Regions from separate parts of the Sus scrofa genome. Here region 2 is linked to region 1. Evidence: chromatin contacts called from public HiChIP or PLAC-seq data. All regions are on one chromosome and are shown on one strand. Each heading gives the region's core, a stretch centred on a gene start, on an enhancer-like site or on the middle of the called end of the contact. The rest is flanking DNA. Distances are from core to core; before and after follow the strand shown.

Region 1 (3,989 bases), core at 376-2,875:
GAGTGTAGACATGCAGTTTGACTTGTTGCTATCTGGAGGAAAGACCAGGAAGGAGTGGCACCCCCTGGAGGCCAGGAGAAGGGGATTTAGTTCCTGCCGGCAGCGCAGGCCTGGGAGCGCGTGGGGGGGGGGAACGGGGGGGGGCGGCTACGACCTGGGCGGGGGCTACGCTGACCATCACACCACACGGCCCCATCCTTTGTCCAAAAAAAATTTAAAAAGCCTCTGCTACCCTGTGCAAGGGCAGAAAGCCGCCCGAGGTCTTAGCTTTCCTTTTTCTGGTGAGTGAGGAGGCAGGAGATGTTGGGGGGCGGGGGGAGTTGTGCACGCACCCGCAGCTGGCGGGGAGAGACAGAGTGGTCCGTGTAGATGCACAGTTTTTCGATGGTCAGGGGCGTAGTCTCGCGCAGCTTGGAGGCCAGCAGCATGCAGACCGCACCCAGGAGCTGCAACTGCGCCTTGCGGGTGGGGACGCAGGACAGGTAGCGATCCAGGTAGTTCATGGCCAGGGGGAAGACTTCCTCCTCACAGCGCTGCTCCTCACACACCTGGGGGAGGGCGCACGGTCATTTCTGGGACAGAGGCAGAGGAGACGCAGCAGCACTAAAGGTTGGGGGGGGGGGCTGAAAGGGATTGGGACGGGGAGCAAGAAATGGCAGGGGGTAGGTGTCCTTACAGTGACAGGGACTAAAACGCAGGATGCGCCTTCCCCAAGGTGACGCCCCCCCCACTTCCTCGACGTTGCCTCCACCCCCACACCCGGGGCTGGGGAGAGGGGGGCTGTAAGCCAGAGGCTCCCTTAAGGATTCCAAACTGAGTCTGCCCTCCCCCATACCGAGGGCGATGGGGGACGGACGAGTCACCCACTGTAGCCAGAGAACTGGGACCTTACCCCCATTACCGCCACCCACTGCACACACCCAAAGGGAAGGGAGGAGACTCCAGCCGCGGCCTCCCGCACTTTTCATTTCCCTGACGGCCGGAACAGCGCGCGCCACCCCCACCGCCTTCCCCGCCAGAACCCCGCGACACACACAGGAACCGGCTCTGCGGCGGGGGCGGCTGAGCCCAAGGTTTTCCAGCCGCGCTCTCCAGAGAGGGCCGGGCAGGGGAGCAAGGCAGGAGACGCTGGGAGAAGCCGGAGGGGAGAGGGTGGCCCTTGTCCCGCTTTCCCGGCCCAAGAGAGGGTTAGTTAGGGTGCCAAACGACTGGCAGTCAAAGCCAGGGTTGGAGAAGAGAAAGAAAGGACCACCTGGGAGGCAGCCGGCTAGGGTGCGCGAGCGCAAGGCCAGGCCCCGGGGATGTGCGCCACAGAAACATCTTGATGATTGTTGTTGGGACCAGGATGTCCCGACAGGGCGGCCCCGGGATGTCCGGAGCTGGGGGACGCAAGGGTGGCGGGGGAGGGGAGACCAGTCCGGGCGGTACCTCCAGCATCCAGTACGCCAGCATCTTCCGCATGTGCGGCTTGATCTCCCTCTGCACACATTGGAAGTAGGAGGCGCGGGGCACATAGCGCTCCTCCAGGCGGAGCAGGCTCTGCAGGACCCGCTGGTCCCCCAGCAGCCGCGGGTCCGGCCCGGCCCGGGGCGCGTGCCGGGTGCCCTCGCAGCACAGCAGCTCCATACTCGGGCAGCGCACGGGCAGGGCGGGAGTGCGGGCTGGCGAGCCAGAACGCAAGGCGGCGGGCCGGAGAGCGCGGGGCGCGGGACTGGTGCTGGCGCTGGCACTCCGCGTTGGAGCCTCAGCCCGCCCCCGCCGCCGCGCGCCGCTTCCCTGACAGGCGCCCCGCCCCTCGCGACCGAGTAGCAACCGTGGAATGCTCGGACGTCGCGACGTCCCAAGGGGCGGGGCCTCCGGCGCCCAGACGGAAAGGGCGGGCGGGCGCTCCCCCCCACCCCGCCCCCGGGCGGCCGTATTGGTCCGCCGGGCGCGGGCCGGCCGGCTTCCGGGCGCTCCGAGCCTTCTGACCACCCGGTGCAGAGAGGTACTTTGGAGGTGGGGCTCTTCCCCACCTACAAGCCCTCCCGTTTGGCTGCTCAGACTCCAGTTGCCCAGGAAGAACTTTTCTCCAAAGGTTATTCATTCATTCAGTCAGTCATCAAACCCGACTTCACCCGCTGCTTGCTTTAGGGAATATGAATAATAATAAAGTAGCTAGTTCTTAAAAAAATAAAAAAAAGCTAGTTCTAGGTGAAGACTGTTGTAAGCACTTTTGATTCTTCATGAAAAAAGCTATGAATTAGGTCTTGTATTGGTTTTGAAATTGAGGAAACCGAAACACGGTAAATACAGTCTTAGTCTGAGCTATAGGATTGGGAAGCTGACAGTCTGACTCCAGAACCTGTGCTCTGCACCATTCCCTGCAGGATCAAAATCTGCATTTCAACAAGATCCCTGGTGATTCCTGTGCATATTAAAGTGCTAGAAGAGCTAGTCTAAATCCGCACATTTCAGAAATACAACGGGGCGGAAAGACCGTGGATTCAAGGCCTCACCTCTTCAAGTTGGCTGTGTGGCCTTGGAAAAACCCTGAAGTCCGCCTTAGTTTCTGTCTGAGGAAAACATGGGTGGGGAAACTAGATCCTTTTTGGAAGAGTTTCTTTAATTTTTGTTTTTCTTTTTATTTTTTAGGACCGCACCCAGAGCACATGGAGGTTCCCAGGCTAGGGGTCGAATCGGAGCTACAGCTGTCGGCCTACGCCAGAGCCACAGCAACACCAGATCCAAGCCTCATCTTCGACCTACACCACAGCTCACAGCAACGCCAGGTCCTTAACCCACTGATTGAGGCCAGGGATCGAACCCAAAACCTCATGGTTCCTAATCAGATTGGTTTCCACTGCACCACCACAGGAACTCCTCTGGTAATGCTCTAAATAGGAGGAGGCCATGGGGATCCCTGCCTCTCCTGGGGTCCTCCAAGTAGAGGAAACCCTAAGGAAGAGAGTTACCAGAGAGATGAGAGCCTATAGAAGAGGCAAGCTCTATGTTAAGGATTTTCTCTATCAGTTCTTTTTAAGATAATAAAGCTTTCCTCATTTACATATCATGGAAATAGTCATCAGCAATGTAGAAAACACAGATAAGCCACACAAAAAAAGAAATAATAATTGGAGTTCCCGTTTTGGCTCAGAGGGTTACAAACCCTAATAATTATCCATGAGGATACAGTTTTGATCCTTGGCCTCACTCGGTGGGTTAAGGATCTGGTGTGGCTGTGGCTATGGTGTAACCTGTCAGCTGTAGCTCTGATTCAACTGCCAGCCCAGGAACTTCCATATGCCGCAGGTGTGGCCATAAAAAGCAAAAAAGGAAAACAAAAAAGGATAATAATAATTACGTGCACTTTCGCCATCCAGATAACCTTTTAAATGTCAATGTTTATTTTTCTAAAACTGAGCTATAGATATATTTTTAAATGAGATCATTGCAAACTTTTGTAAGCTCTTTTTTTCACTAACAGATATACTCACAGCACTTTTGCCATGTCACTAAATATTCACATTATTTTTAATGACTACATAGTATGCCATTGGGTGAATGTGTCGTATTCTATTTTACCAAATCTATATTGTTGGAAATTTAGGTTGTTTCTAGTTCTTCCCTATTAGAAACAATACTGTAAAATATTTTTGTGGCAGTATCTTTGTGCACACTCATGACTATATTTCTAGAAGTGAATTAATTTCCAGAAATGGAATTTCTCAATCAGAGGTTATGAAACATTCTAAGGCTTTTGATACAGTTCTTATTACCAAATTTCCCTGCTGAAAGGTTGAACCAATCTAATGAACAAACATTAGATATCTACTTAAAAAAAAAAATCTACCAACTGGTGAGATGAAAAGTGGTTTATTAGTAATGTGCATAAAATTTTTAAATCAAGAGCTCTCGTGTCGGAGTGAATGTGTGCTGTGTACCTGGTCTGATCTTGTTTAGACCTTTACTCCTGTTTTCAAAAATATAAACAAGAAGTTTCTTTAGTT
Region 2 (3,815 bases), core at 1,212-3,711, 88 kb after region 1:
AGCCATCTCCCAAGGGAGCCTGGGGACTGAAAAAGCAGAAGAACCTACAGGGAAGCATGGGGGGAATCCAGTTCTCTTCACTCTCTGGTCCCAAAGAGAAAGGGCACAGTGCAAGGACTTGGTAGAGGACGCAGTCCCAGCATCCAGGGACGGGGAGTGGGTGGTGCCCCAGGACTGTGTGGACTGTTACATCACCCCTGGGGTGGACTCTCCTAGCTTCGTCCAGCTGGAAATTTCTGGGTTCTTGGGGACCAGCCCGGACACATGCCTTTCCCTAAAGTCATCCTGTTACATTCCTATCTCTTCTTCATGTCTAGACAGTGGGTTAAAGAATGCCGAGACGGCTTCTGGGTGCCCACTGTTTTCCAAGGCCCAATGCCACAGTCAGGGGCGAGTCCAGCTCTGCAGAATCAATAAGTGCCCAGCAAAGACTTCCCATCACACCTCTGCCTGGGGACTAGTCATCATTCAGAAGCCAACTCAAATGTCCTCTTCTCTCTGAAGCCTTCCCAGCCACCCCAACCTGGCACCTTATCTCTGGTGTTCTATGACCCAGGCTAGATCACTGTGGACAAATAACATCACTGCACCCTCAGCGCCCACACACCATCCCAGACACATACTAGGCGCTCAATGTGTGCAAATGAATACCGTAATGCTTTCTGAATAATAGCAACCAATTTCCTCAGTTAATCCTCTTGTTGACACATTAAAAGACACAGAAGAGGCTAAAGCCGTCACTTGTGTAACCCGCAGACACCAAAGGGACCCCCACTGAGAGGCTCCTCCTTCCAGTCCTCTGGCCTCCTCCCTCAGCCCTGGCTGGCAGGAGGACCCCCAAGGCTCGCTGCCCACACTGGGTCTGCCCCCCTACTGCCTCCCACCCCATCTCTGAATTATGAAGAAGGACGACAGACAGCCCAGTGAAGTCACTAGGCTTCCAGATCAGTTTGAAGAGGGCCTGTGTGGACACAGAGAAAGTTCAGAGCTTTGGGGGAGCTCTCTGCCTTTCAGCCTCTGCAACTCAGAGAGAAAGTGAACCGAGCTTTGAGAGACATCGAGGAGGCTGATCAGGTCGCCACCTCCGACTCCCCGCCCAGGTGTCCCGCCTCAGCTCGAAGGCCCCAGCGAAGCGGGGAGATGCTGACACCCATCTATCTTGGCTTCTCCAGCCTTCAAGCCTACCTCCTCGGCAGGTGAGCCCCCCGGAGCACTGGCCGTGGCCGCAGACACTCTCCCGCCGCCGCCTCTGGTTTCTGTCTTTGGCGAGGTGGGGGGTCGCCACCTCCAGCCGCGGGGAGGGGCGTGCACCCCTCCCCCAGACGCCCAAACAGAACCAGTCTCCACCGCCGCAGGCGCGGCGTGTTTACAAAGTCGGCGCCGCGCCGCCAATCCCGAGTTTAAAGCTGGGCAGGAAGTGGGGAAGGGGGGGCGGAGGAGACAAAGGGGCTGGGTGCTCTGCTCAACTCAGGTTTGGGGCCCGATTTCTCCGGGTGGCTCACCCCGCGCAGCGACCCCGACCGTCAGACCTGCCCCCTGTGCCCCAGGTGAGGGGACCGGGCGCCCCCCACGCTCAGGTGCGCGCGGCGGGGCAGGCGTGGCGCAGGTTTCCCCGACTTCTGCATGTGAGCGTTTTCTGCTCATCCACTCGCCACGCAAGAAATAAATAACATTAGGCGCTGCTTCTTGACCTCTTACTCTCAGTCTGCACAGTGATAAACTCTGTGTATATTAGCTTATTCCCTCCCCCGCGGCTACCCATCCCACCCTAATTTCACGAAAGAGGAAACTGAGGCAAAGTGAGGTTAGGTAATTTGCCCGAAGTCCCACAGCTGGCGAGTGCTGAGATTCAAACCCAGCCTCTGCGAGCTGCCGGGCACCCGCAAACGGAGACAGACGAGGCGCGGTGCATGAAGGACCCCCATCCAGAGGGGCTGACCCGCGAGTGAACCGCAGAAAACCACAGGCACTACGTAGACTCCACGGCCTGGGAGTGAGGCAGGCACCGGACAGCCTCCTACCGCCGACGCCTCCCGGCTCGCCCCAAAAATACCTGAGGGTTAATTGAGGGCGAGAAGGCAGCCGGATGCAGTGGCACACCTGGATTACGTGACTGCTGGCTCTCGTTCCAAGTGGGCCATTGGCTGGCTCTGGGTCCGTCAGCACAAAACAAAGCTTCCCCAAATATCCAGGCTCAGGAGACTCACTTGGAGAACTTAAGAATACAGATGCCCAAGACCCCTCCTCCAGAGAGTAAAGTCACGGGGATCCGCCGGACCTAGCCAGGTGTGGCTAACAATCAGGCAAGTTTGGAGCGTTCCAGGGATGTGCTTTTTATGAAAAACGATTTCGTTTTTAAATAGGTGTGAAACCGAGGGCTCATTTTCCTAGCCACTTCCGGGGCTCGCTGAACCCACCGTTCACAGGTCACGTGAACCGGGATAACCAGACTCACCCCCGACCCGGCTGGGCCCCACAAAGCCCAACGGGGCGCGCGGCCCCGCCCCCTCGCGGTTCCTCCCCGCCGGGTGACTACAAGTCCCATCCTGCCGTGCGCTCGCGCACATTACGCCAGAGCAAGATGGCCGACGCGGCGGCCACTGCCGGGGCCGGGGCCTCCGGAACGGTAAGGGCGGGAGGCGCGGGGCGGAAGCCCAGAGAGCCTGGGGATTCTGTAATGTCCCCCTAGCCTTGGCAACATGTTCACACCCAGAAATAGGGCCCCACCACATGCTCTGAGTGGAGGAAGGTCTTTCAGGCCGTATATGCCCCCCTCCTCCTCCTCGAGACTTGGCGGCGGCCTCGGGAGTTGGTGGACCTGTGTACTGATTGGCTCATTCTCTGTTGGGGGTTGGGAACCCGGAACACCTCCTGATTGGTCCAGTGGGGCTCTTTTCGCCTTCTTATTGGCCCGCCAAAGTTGGGAGGGATTCCTGTTTCAAAATATTTAGCTTTTTAATTTGTCGATGTTCTTATCATTTGCCCTCCTCTACTCAGCAGCATGTGTTGTTTGTTGTTTTAATTTTCCTCGTTAATGGTGTGGAGATGGGAGGGACAAAAGAGAGATTACTTTTTTTCTAGGAGATGGACCAATGAATTCAATTCTATCCTGCATGTTTCTTCAGCTATATATTCAGATAATCCAAAATAGAAAGTAGGAAACGGCCATTTTGTACTATTGTAATTGATAAGTTTTACCTAGGCAGAAAGGCTGTTTTCGAATTTAGAGCCACTTGGGTGCTCAGTTATTTGGCGAAGAGCTGTAAGTCTAAACATCAGGAGCTACCACACTGATACATAAAGATTTAGCAAAAGAACCTTTGTTTGCCATTGACAATATGTGAACTACATGACTGCATCCTCGTCCTGAGGATGAAAGTATTCTCTTTCTGGGCTGCTGATTTACAGAGATCAGGAAGTAAACAGTCCACTAACCCTGCTGATAACTACCATCTGGCCCGGAGGCGAACTCTGCAAGTGGTTGTGAGCTCCCTGTTAACAGAGGCAGGGTTTGAGAGCGCTGAGAAAGCATCTGTGGAAACACTGACAGAGATGCTGCAGAGCTGTAAGTACCAGGAAACAAGGGGCCTTCTGAGTCAACCAAACATCTGTGCTCTGTCTTGAGAGAGTATTAGGATTTAAGAAAAAGAAGAACCTAGTGGAGTTCCCCTTGTGACGCAGTGGTTAACGAATCTGACTAGGAACCATGACGTTTCGGGTTCGATCCCTGGCCTTGCTCAGTGGGTTAAGGATCCGGCGTTGCTGTGAGCTGTGGTGTAGGTCGCAGACGCGGCTTGGATCCCGTGTTGCTGTGG

Evidence for each region. HiChIP or PLAC-seq counts read pairs in DNA pulled down with a chosen protein or histone mark.
Region 2: an H3K27ac HiChIP or PLAC-seq map of skeletal muscle shows a contact between it and region 1, with 6 times the contacts expected there. The contact joins the promoter of TAF8 here to the promoter of CCND3 in region 1. A contact is called at or near these places in 1 of 5 promoter capture datasets (fetal liver), 30 of 47 Hi-C or Micro-C datasets (adipose tissue, alveolar macrophages, blood and 15 more) and 2 of 2 datasets of contacts at active chromatin or transcription factors (alveolar macrophages and skeletal muscle).

What each region holds. Positions count from the first base shown.
Region 1 is chr7:37,093,187-37,097,175 of Sscrofa11.1, forward strand. It overlaps CCND3 (cyclin D3), which reads right to left and starts at 1,626. Exons shown (of 5, transcript NM_001078678.1): 1 at 1,429-1,626; 2 at 333-548. The coding sequence starts at 1,626.
Region 2 is chr7:37,179,978-37,183,792 of Sscrofa11.1, forward strand. TAF8 (transcription initiation factor TFIID subunit 8) reads left to right here and starts at 2,462. Exons shown (of 9, transcript XR_002345722.1): 1 at 2,462-2,626; 2 at 3,409-3,565. It also overlaps a transcript of CCND3 not described here.